Linked DNA regions of Sus scrofa: all the other regions are linked to region 1. Evidence: chromatin contacts called from public HiChIP or PLAC-seq data. All regions are on one chromosome and are shown on one strand. Each heading gives the region's core, a stretch centred on a gene start, on an enhancer-like site or on the middle of the called end of the contact. The rest is flanking DNA. Distances are from core to core; before and after follow the strand shown. Region 1 holds the start of ATE1 (arginyl-tRNA--protein transferase 1). Region 2 holds the start of ACADSB (short/branched chain specific acyl-CoA dehydrogenase, mitochondrial). Region 3 holds the start of WDR11 (WD repeat-containing protein 11). Region 4 holds the start of LOC100154423.

Region 1 (2,805 bases), core at 86-2,585:
TAAGAAGATGTGGTACATATACACAACGAAACATTACCTAGCCATAAAAAAGACAAAATAATGCCATTTGCAGCAACACTGAAGCCAGAAAGAAAAAGACAAATACCATATCATATCACTTATTTGTGGAATCTAAAATGTGGAACAGATGATCCTATGTAAAAAATAACAAAAAATCAAAAAATAGAAACAGAGCATGGCCAGGAAGAGCGGACTTGGGGTTCCAGGCTGGGGGGGAAGGAGAGGGAGAGGGAGGGATGAGCATTCTGGGGGTTTCTGGGGATGCAAACGGTTATACCTAGAGTGGATGGGCAATGGGATCCTACTGCCCAGCACAGGGAAATGTGTGTGATTGGGTCACTCTGTTGTACAACAGAACTTGTTGAAACACTGTAAATCAACTATAATAATAATAGATAAAAATTTAAAAAGCATGACAGCAGGAAATAAACATGATGTTCTATTTACAAACAATCTTCCGAAAGCATTCTGAACCCTGATGGGGAGGAGAGAGGGTTGGAAGGCTGGCTTTGTCGTCGTCATCGAGGTGGGTGGGGATAAGACATAAGCACCGGGTAAAATTTTCAAAACACATCAGCACAAACAGGGCCCCTTGGCTGCAGCGACCAGTGTCACCTGTTTCTTGTATATTATTCCAGAAACATTTTACCCATGGATACCCACGCATGTGTTTTCCACACACACCGTCTTCTACACAAATAGCACCACCCGACACTCACTGTCCTGCACCCCGCCTCCTGCATTTCCTCTCGGGGACACCACACAGCAGCATCAGCCCCAGTAAGCGACCACGCTACAGCGGTCCGCGGCAGGCCTGCCACCGTGCACTTAACCGCCTCCTACTGCGCTGGACACCTGTTTCCACTCTTGGCTCCTGCGAGACAATCGTTATCTGGCACGTCCGAGCAAACCTGTGTGATTAAGTCTGTAGAAGCTTCTCTGTTTTTAATTATAACTGCCACGGCACTGCTGCGGGAGCCGCGCTCCGCTCTCGCCCCACGAGACAGAAGCCGGTGAGGGGCCGGGCGGGGGCTCCGGTCGGGGCGCGTCCCTCCACCCGGTCGGCGGGGCGCCAGACCGCCGCCGAACCCCCGAGGCCGCGGCGCCCTTCCCCGCCCACCAGCCCGGCCCGCTCACCATTGGAGCGGCTGCCTGTCTCGTTCTTGCAATAGCCGCAGCGGTAGAAGTCCTCGCCCTCGAAATACTCCACGATGCTCGGCGAAAGCCGGGCCCAGGAAGCCATGGCCCCGACCCTCCAAACGCTGCCCAGCCCGACGTCGCCGCCGCCGCCACCCCACAATGCATCGCGCCGCCCGGGCGCCCGCAGGCCGGGCCTCGCCGGGAGCCCCTCGGCGCTGACGCCGCCCGCGCCATCTTGATCGAGGGCAGCGTTCTGCTATTTCCGCTCCTTCCCGAAACGGACCGCCATCTTCGGTGAGGGTAAGACCGAGAGACGGAGCGTCAGGGGCAACGGGTGCGGGAAGAAACGAGTGAGAAAGGGAAGCGGGGGTTGGGGAGCAGGGCCTGCGTGCTGCCCCGGGAGGGCCTGGCCCGCAGCGGGCGATGCGACGGTTTGGATGCGAGGCGGCCGCGCCAGCCGGGTGGACGGGACCACTCACCGCAGGACGCCTTGCCCTCCTCGGAGTCGCAGTAGCCGCAGTGGTAGCCGGCCTTGAGTCCCTTGTACTCCACCACCGAGGCCATGGCCGCCGCCAGGTCCGCGCGGGCCGGCCACGCCTCTCGGCGCCCCCGGGGCGACCCCGGCGGAGCGCGGGGGCCCGCGGCGGGGAGGAGTGGAGGGCGAGGCCCCGCGCGGTGCGCCCCTGTACCTCTGGCCCGTCCGTGTGGGGGTCCGCGGGCCTCGCAGGATTAGCGTGGATCGTAGCCGTGCCCTTGGGCCCCGAGATCGAGGCAGCTCTCTGCGTTACTCCATCACCAGTCCTTCCTACGACCGCGCGGTTGTCATCCCCATTTTGCAGATAAGGGAACGGAGGCACAGAGGGTGTGATCACTCTATCTCTAGATCCTGCAAATCTAAGTTTAAAAATTAACATCTCAGACCGTCCCTGACCATGATGTCTGTAGCCAGTTCTAGCTTCTTCCCGACCAGCAAGCACTGGCTTAAATGTCCCATCGGTTCAAGTACACACGCAGGCATTCTGTGAATGGCAGAGTAGGTGAACTGAACACTACTTTTAAAGGAAACCACGGTCAGAGCCAGTCGCTGCTTTGTGCCCTATAAGCCCAGTGCCACCATATCCTATAACTTAAAGGACCTGGAAATAAAGGTTTGTTGTTGTGTTTTTTGTTGTGGTTTTGCTTTGTTTTTTGTACAATTTCTAAGTGTTAACTTTAAAAGAAATTTTAACTGTACAGGCCAAACACAACACTTATATAAGCTGAGTTCAGCCCAAATGGCTCCAATTCGCAACCACTATTTTAAAGGGGATTTCTTAAAGAGCATTAGTCTGGAGCAAAATATAAAAATGAGTATTTCCACCAAGGTAATGTTCCTTAATTTTTAACTCTGCATGAACAGATAATTTAAGTCTGTCTGTCCTTTTATTTTTCCAAGTCAATAATAAAGTTATTTATCTTCTTACAATGTTTTAAAAGGTAAAATCATGAAATTTGGAGAATCAGGTAAACTTTGGATGTCAGTTTCAACATTCTTGACTGCAGAGTCCACTATGCTGTATATGTGCCTAGTTAAGTGGTTTCTTGGTAGTGGAGTGACCTGTTGTATTGCTAAAGCATCACTTGTGCCTCCCACAACGGGACGGA
Region 2 (2,805 bases), core at 213-2,712, 980 kb after region 1:
CCACAAATCAAAACCTTCGTGACAAGAGATTAGCATCTACAGGTTTAATAAGCTAATGCAATAATTTGCGCTAATCTTACTATTACCAGAAAACTATGCTAACAGAGAACAAAGCAGCAGGCTCACTTCAGCAAAAGCTCCAAATAATCACCAAAGAGTAACATGCACTAGTGTGACTGGTATTTTTTTCCCCCTCACTGGTGGATTTCTTAAGATTTCATTTTGGGCAAAAATTTTAATGTCTTTCTAAATTCAAATCATTAATTTCATTTGTTCATGGTATACTTCTAAAAGGCCAGGCTTAGTATTGCTGAAAAGCTAGAACGGCATAAAAATAATATACTAGCCTAGCCCCAGAGGGGAACATTTGTGGTAAAGGGTTAAAAAAAAACAAATGAAAAACCACCACACGCACCCCATAACAGCACATCTGATTCCCATCTTTATTGTCCTCTCTATCTCAACCCAAAACATTTAGGGTTTCTTGGGAAACGCTGTGGACCCCTAGGGGCAAAAACTACCATACATCTTAGTTCGCTGTAACGAACTCCCCAGATTATATTAACCTGTAGCTGTGATGTACGCACGACAAAAATAAAAACTAAGTGGAATTTTAAAAACTGATAGTCCAGACGTTTAAAAAGTGGTTCTAAAGAAGCTGTGTTTTTTCCAAACTAAAGTTCTTCAGAGCTCACAATTTAAAGTGCCTTTATTTCCTCTCCCACTTGTCGCTCCTCTTCAGGTCTGAATAGCACACTAAGGGGACAGTAAATGGGCCACGTGGTTAGTGGCAGCTGGAACCGGTTTAACTTCAATTTAGATTCACACTTACTAGGTGCAGGGCTCGGCTACTCGCATTCCACACAGTTGATTAAGCCTTAAATTCTGCACGAATCTGAACAATGGTTTGCTGCAAAATCCTCCTCAAACCTTACATCTCCCCAAAATTAGAGTGCACAAGCAGTAGAAACTGATCTAGGCAGGACCGTTAGATAAAAAGACTGAGGCTTTAAAGGTCGTCCCAACGAGCGACAGCCCGGAACTGGCGTCGGGGCGGCATCCTCACCAAGATTCGGGAACACCTAGGACAGCCCTTGCCCCGGAACCTGGTAAAGACGCAAACCTCCGGGCGCCCCCTCACGACCACCTGTCAGAGCGAGAGGCAGCATCCTACCCCGGAGTCTCCAAGCCATTGCCCGACGGCAACGCCACCGCAGGCATTGCTCCTGCGGGGCTCCGGGGGCCAGACTCCGCATCCCACGCGTTCGGGCCAGGAGGGCCCTGGGTCGTGACCCTGCCGACCGACCGACCGACCACGCCCGACCCTCTGCCTGGGCTGAGTCCCGGGCGGAGGCAGCCCGCCCGTCGCGGACACCCGGCTCTCTCCTCCCGCCGCTCCTTCGTAGCACTCTGCTCAGCCGTGTCACTGCCGTCCGAGCCGGTAACCAGCTACTTACCACCTGACAGCCGCACCGAGTAACCCCCACCGCCTTGTTCAACGCCGCTGCTGTAGCCGTCGCCGCCACCGTCTTCGTCACCGCCTCCGCCGCCATGTTTGTTGTGTCTCCGGCCCCCTTCCCGCCCCGCTGCCTTTCCCAACTCTCGCGTGAGCAAGGTGTTGGGCGAAAGCAGAGAAGAGGCTGTGTGTCTCTTTTGGGGTTCCGTAGGTACAAGGGGGCGGGACAAGGGAGTGAGACCGAGGACCGTGGGGCGGGGACTAGTGGGCGGGGCTCTGGCACCTGTCCCCCGCACCCGAGGCGTCGGAGCGCAGAGCAGAAGCGCCTACTCAAGGCCTTGCGAAATTGTCCGAGGTACCAGTCCCGGTGCGCTGATGGAGGGATCCGCTGGTCGGCTGCTGCGCGGCAGCGCGCTGGTGAGTGCGCTCGCGGCGGGCTTCTTGGGGCTCCCGGACGACCTTGGCCTCGGCGGCGGGGTCTTGTCTTATGGGGTCTGAGGCGCCTGGTCTTCGTCCTGGACCCGTACTTCCGACCCTCGGTTGGGTTGATCTCAGACCCCCTCACCGACCCTGACCTCTCTTCAGGCCTCTGGCCGAACTGGCCTCAGTTTTCCGTAAGGAGAGCAGGAATCGACAGCTGAGGAAAAGGGGGCTGGTCGCTGGTCTAAAGCTTCTTGAATGGAGCAATCACCCTGCGTGGGGTCGGGAGAGCCAGAGCTGCAAGATATTCTTTTTTTTTTTTTTTTTTTTTTTTTTTTTTTTTTTTTTTTTAAGGGCCGAGCCCGCTGCATATGGAGGTTACCAGGCTAGAGGTCGAATCGGAGCTACAGCTGCTGGCCTGCACCACAAGCACAGTAATGCTAGATGCGAGCGGAGTCTGCGACCTATATAGTGCAGCTCACGGCAACGCTGGATCCTTAACCCAAGTGAGCGAGGTCAGGGATCGAATCCCCGTCCTCGTAAATACTAGTCGGGTTCGTTCCTGCTGAGCCACGTAGGAACTTTCGAGCTTCAAGGTATTCTTTGCAGGGCCTTGAGTCCTAGGAGTCACCGAGTTTCGACTCTTTGGAGGCATTTTGTGGAGATGTCACCTCTCCAATGCCACCTTTCCCCAAGATTACATTTCCTTGCTCACCCCCTCCCCGCCCAAAGATTGTTGCAATATAAGCACAGTCCCATTCCGCGCAGTGTTTGCCGCTTCTCTTTTCCGCGGCCCTGATCCAAAGTTAGAGACGGACCTCGGAGTGGGTCGGATTTACCCGCCAAAAAGAGTTTACGCTGCTCCTTACCTCTGGCTGGGACATGAGCATATTGCATGGATGGGCTCTTTACACAGGGGAATCCGTTCC
Region 3 (2,805 bases), core at 144-2,643, 960 kb before region 1:
CCATTTAAACCTCTTGCACCATCAGTCCTTTACTGAGGACCAAGGAGAGATTAGGCATTGGGGAGATAGGAAGATTTGGGTTTGGTTCCTTTTTGAAAGGAATTCTAAGTATATCAGAGGATATCTATTCCCCCATATTACAATTGCCTAAAAAATGTGTCTCCCCTGCTGGACAAACATATCTGTAGATAACAGCAATGCAAGCTCACTGAAATAGCAGAGAACAGCACAGAAGAATGATTTCTCAGAGGTCACTGCATAACACTTCCATTTACATCTCATTGGCCAGAATTCAGCTCTTATGGCCTGATTTAGTTATCAGAGAAATTATAAGGGATACGGATTCATTTAACGGAGTGACAAGATGCCGAGAAACAAATCGTAGTTATGTTCCTATGAAAGAAGGGGAGAATCCATTTGGGGGAGCCAGTTAACAATCTCTGTCAGAGAAGGCGCAAATGGTTCTTAATGCGGGAATTATAAATCTAGATTTGTGGTTATGGGCTCCTCTGGGAGCCCCCAAAGCATCAGCAGTCAGGAAGGATGTGGGGCAGGGGAGGTAAGACAGCCAGGGAATGGAACTAACAACAGTGTGTAGCTGGAAGAGGATGTCTAAAAGCCAAAACGCATCCATTAAATTTAACAACTAAGTGGATATTGGAGGTAATCTTTGAGAAAGCTGTTTTATAAGAGCAATAAAGTGGACACAAAGACCTGTGATGCCAAAATTACCATTATTTTGTCCCTTTCTTTGATCAAAGAACAGAAAATATTGGGGGGTGGGGTAGGGACAGATATCTGCAAAAATCATATTTGGAAATAAATCACTGCATCGTGTGCTAGCGTAAAGGATAAACAAAGTGTGGGGTACAGAGGAGGGAGGGATCGAGTGGGCATGAAGGAGGGCAGCAAAGGAGAAACCGAAGAATTAAAGCTGGTCCAACAAACAGGCAAACTGGCAGTTGGCCTCAGATGTAACACTATTTTTAAAAAGTATTTCCAAGACCTGATATGCAAATTTAATCGTGTTTTCCATATTTGGAAAACTTTATATACTGATCGGACATCTCGTTCACTCTCTCCATTCACTCAATTAATCCCATACATTCATTTATTCTATAAACTCCATGAGGGAGGAGACTTCCTGTCTTCATCTTCGACACCTACAACAGTGCCTGGCAGAGGTAGTTGCCCTAAGTTAACTGATCCAAGGCAGAAAGGCTAATTAAGGACTTTCAGCTTTTGCTTTTCACCGTTTCCAGTAGGGCACAGAGACCTACGCAGTCCCCAATCTGAAGAAAACAGACGGCACCGGAGGCAGCACCACTTCCCCCAAGGCAGAAGTCTGTCCCAGGCAGAACCGGGGAACCAACCTGGCGGCGGAACTCTGGAGGAGGCGGAACGTAGGAGTGGCGGAACTGGAAGGCGGCGGAATCCGTGGGCGGTGGAACCTCGAAATCGGCGGAACCAACTTGCGGCGCCCACGGAGCCGCCCGGAGTCTATTTGGAACGGAAGGGTAGTGGCCGCTGCTTCCTGGTTGCGGGTCGGCGCCGAGGGCCGGGTTTCGCAGTGGCGATGTTGCCCTACACCGTGAATTTTAAGGTGTCGGCGCGCACCCTCACCGGGGCCCTCAACGCCCACAACAAGGCGGCGGTGGACTGGTGAGGGCGCTAGGCTTCGAGGCCGCAGGGCTCGGCCAGGGGACGGGGAAAGAACAGGCGGTTTTACCTGCTTAGTTTGGCCTCTCCAAAACTGGGTGCCACCTTCACCATTACAGACTTTCATTTAAAGGCTGGATTTTTGTTGTTACCATAGAAGTTGTGAAAGCCCCATGTGGGAACTTGCTCTGTGCGGATATGTTTGCCCTCGTTCCCCCATCTCTGTTGCTCTTTGCTCTTTCCCTACACTCTTTCCTCACCACCCCATTCCCCCTTTTAACCTCTCCTCCAGTCTCCGGGCTTCTCCCCTCGTGTCAGTTATCTTGACCACGTTCTTTTCCCCATTCTGTGCCTTCTTTTTCTCTCATCCCTGTTTTTTATCCTTATTCATTCAACACTGTGTCGGGCGCCTATGCTCTCACCGACCCTTCGTTTCACCTTTATCTTTTCCCTGTAGAATGATACTGCAGCTCTGAAAATTAATAACCAGAGGAATATAATGCAGAATTCTGTAGCTGTGGCTGCTGGGAAGGTTGGCAAGAGGACGGAAACTTCCTATTCAGTGTTTTGTTTGTTTGTTTGTTTGTTTGGCTGGAAGCCCCACGGGGCTGATCACAGATACTGTGGAACGTGATTCCAGGCACTTTGTGGATGCTCAGTATTCAAAGTTGGACAAGACAGACAGGGCATATGCCCTCAAAGACAGATAGACCATTAGGGTTGCTTTATATACATCTTCACCGCCCTACGTGAATCTCTCAAGACCCTTTTTTTTAAATTCTAAAGAAAAACAAATTTCAACAAACTTTTTAAAAGCTTCACTAGACCTTTTATCCAAATGCTGTAATGTAGAAATACTAGTCTTGGGGTTAAATAATTTTATTAATGATGGTGCATGTTAGATATATTACTTATTTAGGATGCCTCTTGGCAAGAGAGATATTGTTTTGCTTTGCCTTTTTCTTAAATTTTAACACTGTTTTGTTAGGGGCTGGCAAGGTTTAATTGCTTATGGATGTCATTCGCTTGTGGTAGTGATTGATTCCAATACTGCTCAAACTCTTCAAGTTTTAGAAAAACATAAAGCTGATGTTGTCAAGGTAAGTCAGATCCCACTTTGACCCTCTAGCAGATTGTCTATTTTAA
Region 4 (2,805 bases), core at 217-2,716, 940 kb after region 1:
TCCCGCCCATGCCTGCCGGTGTGTTTTTCTCTTCTCTTCCCTAGTGTCTGGCACCAATGTCACAAAATCAATACACATCACAAAAGCTCCAGAAAGCCAAAACACCACTTCCGAAGAACACAGGGACGTGCACACGTCACACACCTGTTATCCAGAACGTTACAAACACTCTTGCCCCTGCTGGTGCCACAGTACTCCTCTCCCAAGTACACTTCCATATTTCGTGCTGAACTTAAGACGCCAACAGAAACCATTTCTTCACCTCCACGAGGGTCACATCTCACGTGAAGGAAGCAGGGGTTTTCACCCTGGCGGTGCAAGCTCCTTTTCAAAATCACCAGATCCTGGCTGAAAACAAAATGAGGACAGCAGACTTTTACCGTCAAGTTCCCTGAACAATGCTCTCAACCCACGGAGTGGGCCACAGGGCTTACTGTCTCCAGTTCCCTTTACAGGTGCATTTGCAGCCCACGGGACAAGCGCTCAGTGCAGAATGCGTAAGGAAATGATGCCTTAGCCGCCAGGGCGCTCCACTCTCCCTGCCTCTTGATCTCTCCCTTCTAAGCGACTCTCTGTAACCGCCTGTCCAGCGGCGGAAATGTATTTACGGGGCATCCACCACCGTGAGTGAAGCAACAATTTGGAAGAGGGAGGGGGAGGCACAGAATGGGACAATGGACAGAAGGATGCCATTTTCAAAACGAAGCTGGCGGAGGTGTTCCTCAGTTGGTTTTTGTTTTGTTTTCTTGCTATCGTGGTCGCCAGGAGGTGTCGGTGCGTTTCGGGAGAGAGAGGCGGTTCCGATTCTGACAAGGGGCCTCAGGAGAGGACCTGGCCGCCACCAGGGGATGTGTGCCAAACGCCCACTGGCCTGGTCACCCGCCCCGTCCTCCCGCCGCGCCGGCCCTGCCCCCTCGCCCTCGCGCCGCCCAGACCCGTCACCAGCTCGGCTCCCAGACCCCGGCCCAGACCCTCTGCCCTCCCGGCTCCCCAGCCAGGAGCGTGGCTGTCACGCAGCACAGCCCCCGCCCCCGCCCGCGCGGCGCACCCCGTGGCAGGCGGCGCCAGCAGCTGCTCCCAGTCGGCGTCCCGGGCGCCGAGACCCGCCCGGGCGAGACGGAGGCTCTGGGCCAGGGCTCCGCAGGCGGCATCCCAGGAAGCCGCCAACGTCGGGCGGCGGGTCAGCGGCGCGTCCACGGCCCCGGTCTCCATTCGGCCGCCTCCAGCCCCGAGCAGCCCCGGAACCTCCCTTCCAGTGCCCGAGTTTCCGCTTGACAGAGGGCCGGTGAAGGAGCCACTTCCGACTGGTCTGGCTCCAAACCTGCGAGCCGCGGCTTCCCGCCGGGTCGGGAGACCAGCTCCTGGAGACACGCATGCGCGTACCGCCGGCTTCGGCCGCCGGCTTCAAAGGCTGCGCGAGGACCGGCTCAAGGCGGGAGCATGCGCATTGACGGCACCTCCGCCGGTACTGTGCGCAGGCGCGATGTGGCGCGCGGGAGCGGGGAGGTTTTTCGCCGTTGACCCCTGAGAAATAGGTGTTGTGGGTGTCGGTTGCTGGGCTGACCGACAGAGTTGGTCCCACGAGGGGAGTCCGTCGTGGGATAGGTGTGGAGTCGTCGCCCTCGCGACCCGAGGGACCTGCTCCACACCTCGTTGTCTCAGGAGTGGACAGGGTGCCTCCCGAGGCAGGCGGTGGAGTGAGGGGCGTGGGGGCGGGCGGCCGGGAGGTGGAGTCGCCTTTTCTGGTCACCCGCTCCGCGCTCGGGTTCTTTGCCGGGTGTCACGCGGGTGCCAGCCCGGGGACTTCAGCAGGAGGAGGTGTGCAAGGTGTCCCGGAGCGGCCGTGGGGCGGTGGCGGGCAGTGTGTGGGGAAGCTTTGGGGCGCAGCGAGCTCACCTGCTCAGCTGGCCCGGGCCGTGCTCGTGCCCCGTCTCAGGACGGCGCGGCCCGGGCGATGGAAGGTGGAGGAAGACCGAGCTGGAAGGGGGTCGCCCCGCCCGTCTGCACCACAAGCTCGGGGAAGAGCGGCCTCGGGTCTGCGGTGAAGGAGAATCCGACTGGACTTGAGGGACCTTTAAGCTTTGGGGGGAAAAGTGGGTCAGATGGAACTTTCTAGATGCTCTGTCGGATAAGAAGGCAGATGGTTCCTCCCCATCACCACTCATCCTTTTCCTGCAGATGCCTATGCTGATGAATTTTCCATCTTTGGAAAGAAAAAAGGGAATTAGAAAAGTGGAATGTCAGTGTTCCAAAGGCCTTGATTGTAAAGGTCCTAATTTGCAAAGATTTTTTGACGGTGCAGACTCATTTTGGTTGTCTACATCAGTAGTTCTCTGCTTCCCAGGGTCATAATTTAACTTTCATTCCTGTTAACATCTTTGGTGGCATCTGAGACCCACCGGCTGTGGGAAGGCCAGGGATGGAACCCACATCCTCTCAGAGACTACATAGCCTTCTTAACCGCTGAACCACATGGGAACTCCCCAAACCTTGGTTTTCTTCAAGAAAACCTGTTCTGTGTTTCTTCATCTCTGCTTCTGTTTGCAAAGCCCTGGCTTTCATCTGAACAATTCCAGGCGTTTCTTTACTGTAATTAGCCTCCCTTCTCAGTCACTTCCATTACATCTTCTGCACTACCCACTGTTCCTTCTGGTGCTTCTTGCTCTTAACTGAGTTTAGCCTTTTGAACTCTTACTCTTACTCTCTTCTCTGCCCTCCCAGCTCCCAGCTTTGCATATGCTTTAATTAACTACCTGGAATGCTTGTTCTTTTGGAACAGGGAGAATCCTGTTCATCATTCAGAGA

The links. HiChIP or PLAC-seq counts read pairs in DNA pulled down with a chosen protein or histone mark.
Region 2: a contact with region 1 is called in an H3K27ac HiChIP or PLAC-seq map of alveolar macrophages. The contact joins the promoter of ACADSB here to the promoter of ATE1 in region 1. A contact is called at or near these places in 1 of 47 Hi-C or Micro-C datasets (liver) and 1 of 2 datasets of contacts at active chromatin or transcription factors (alveolar macrophages).
Region 3: a contact with region 1 is called in an H3K27ac HiChIP or PLAC-seq map of alveolar macrophages. The contact joins the promoter of WDR11 here to the promoter of ATE1 in region 1. A contact is called at or near these places in 1 of 5 promoter capture datasets (liver) and 1 of 2 datasets of contacts at active chromatin or transcription factors (alveolar macrophages).
Region 4: a contact with region 1 is called in an H3K27ac HiChIP or PLAC-seq map of alveolar macrophages. The contact joins the promoter of LOC100154423 here to the promoter of ATE1 in region 1. A contact is called at or near these places in 1 of 5 promoter capture datasets (liver) and 1 of 2 datasets of contacts at active chromatin or transcription factors (alveolar macrophages).

The regions. Positions count from the first base shown.
Region 1 is chr14:131,578,408-131,581,212 of Sscrofa11.1, forward strand. ATE1 (arginyl-tRNA--protein transferase 1) reads right to left here and starts at 1,336. Exons shown (of 13, transcript XM_021073566.1): 1 at 1,159-1,336. The coding sequence starts at 1,264.
Region 2 is chr14:132,561,540-132,564,344 of Sscrofa11.1, forward strand. ACADSB (short/branched chain specific acyl-CoA dehydrogenase, mitochondrial) reads left to right here and starts at 1,463. Exons shown (of 11, transcript XM_001926297.4): 1 at 1,463-1,873. The coding sequence starts at 1,832. It overlaps IKZF5 (zinc finger protein Pegasus), which reads right to left and starts at 1,711. Exons shown (of 5, transcript XM_005671516.3): 1 at 1,458-1,711.
Region 3 is chr14:130,617,531-130,620,335 of Sscrofa11.1, forward strand. WDR11 (WD repeat-containing protein 11) reads left to right here and starts at 1,394. Exons shown (of 30, transcript XM_001924356.6): 1 at 1,394-1,662; 2 at 2,648-2,759. The coding sequence starts at 1,577.
Region 4 is chr14:132,521,634-132,524,438 of Sscrofa11.1, forward strand. It overlaps LOC100154423, which reads right to left and starts at 1,467. Exons shown (of 6, transcript XM_021073585.1): 1 at 1,049-1,467; 2 at 145-348. The coding sequence starts at 1,212.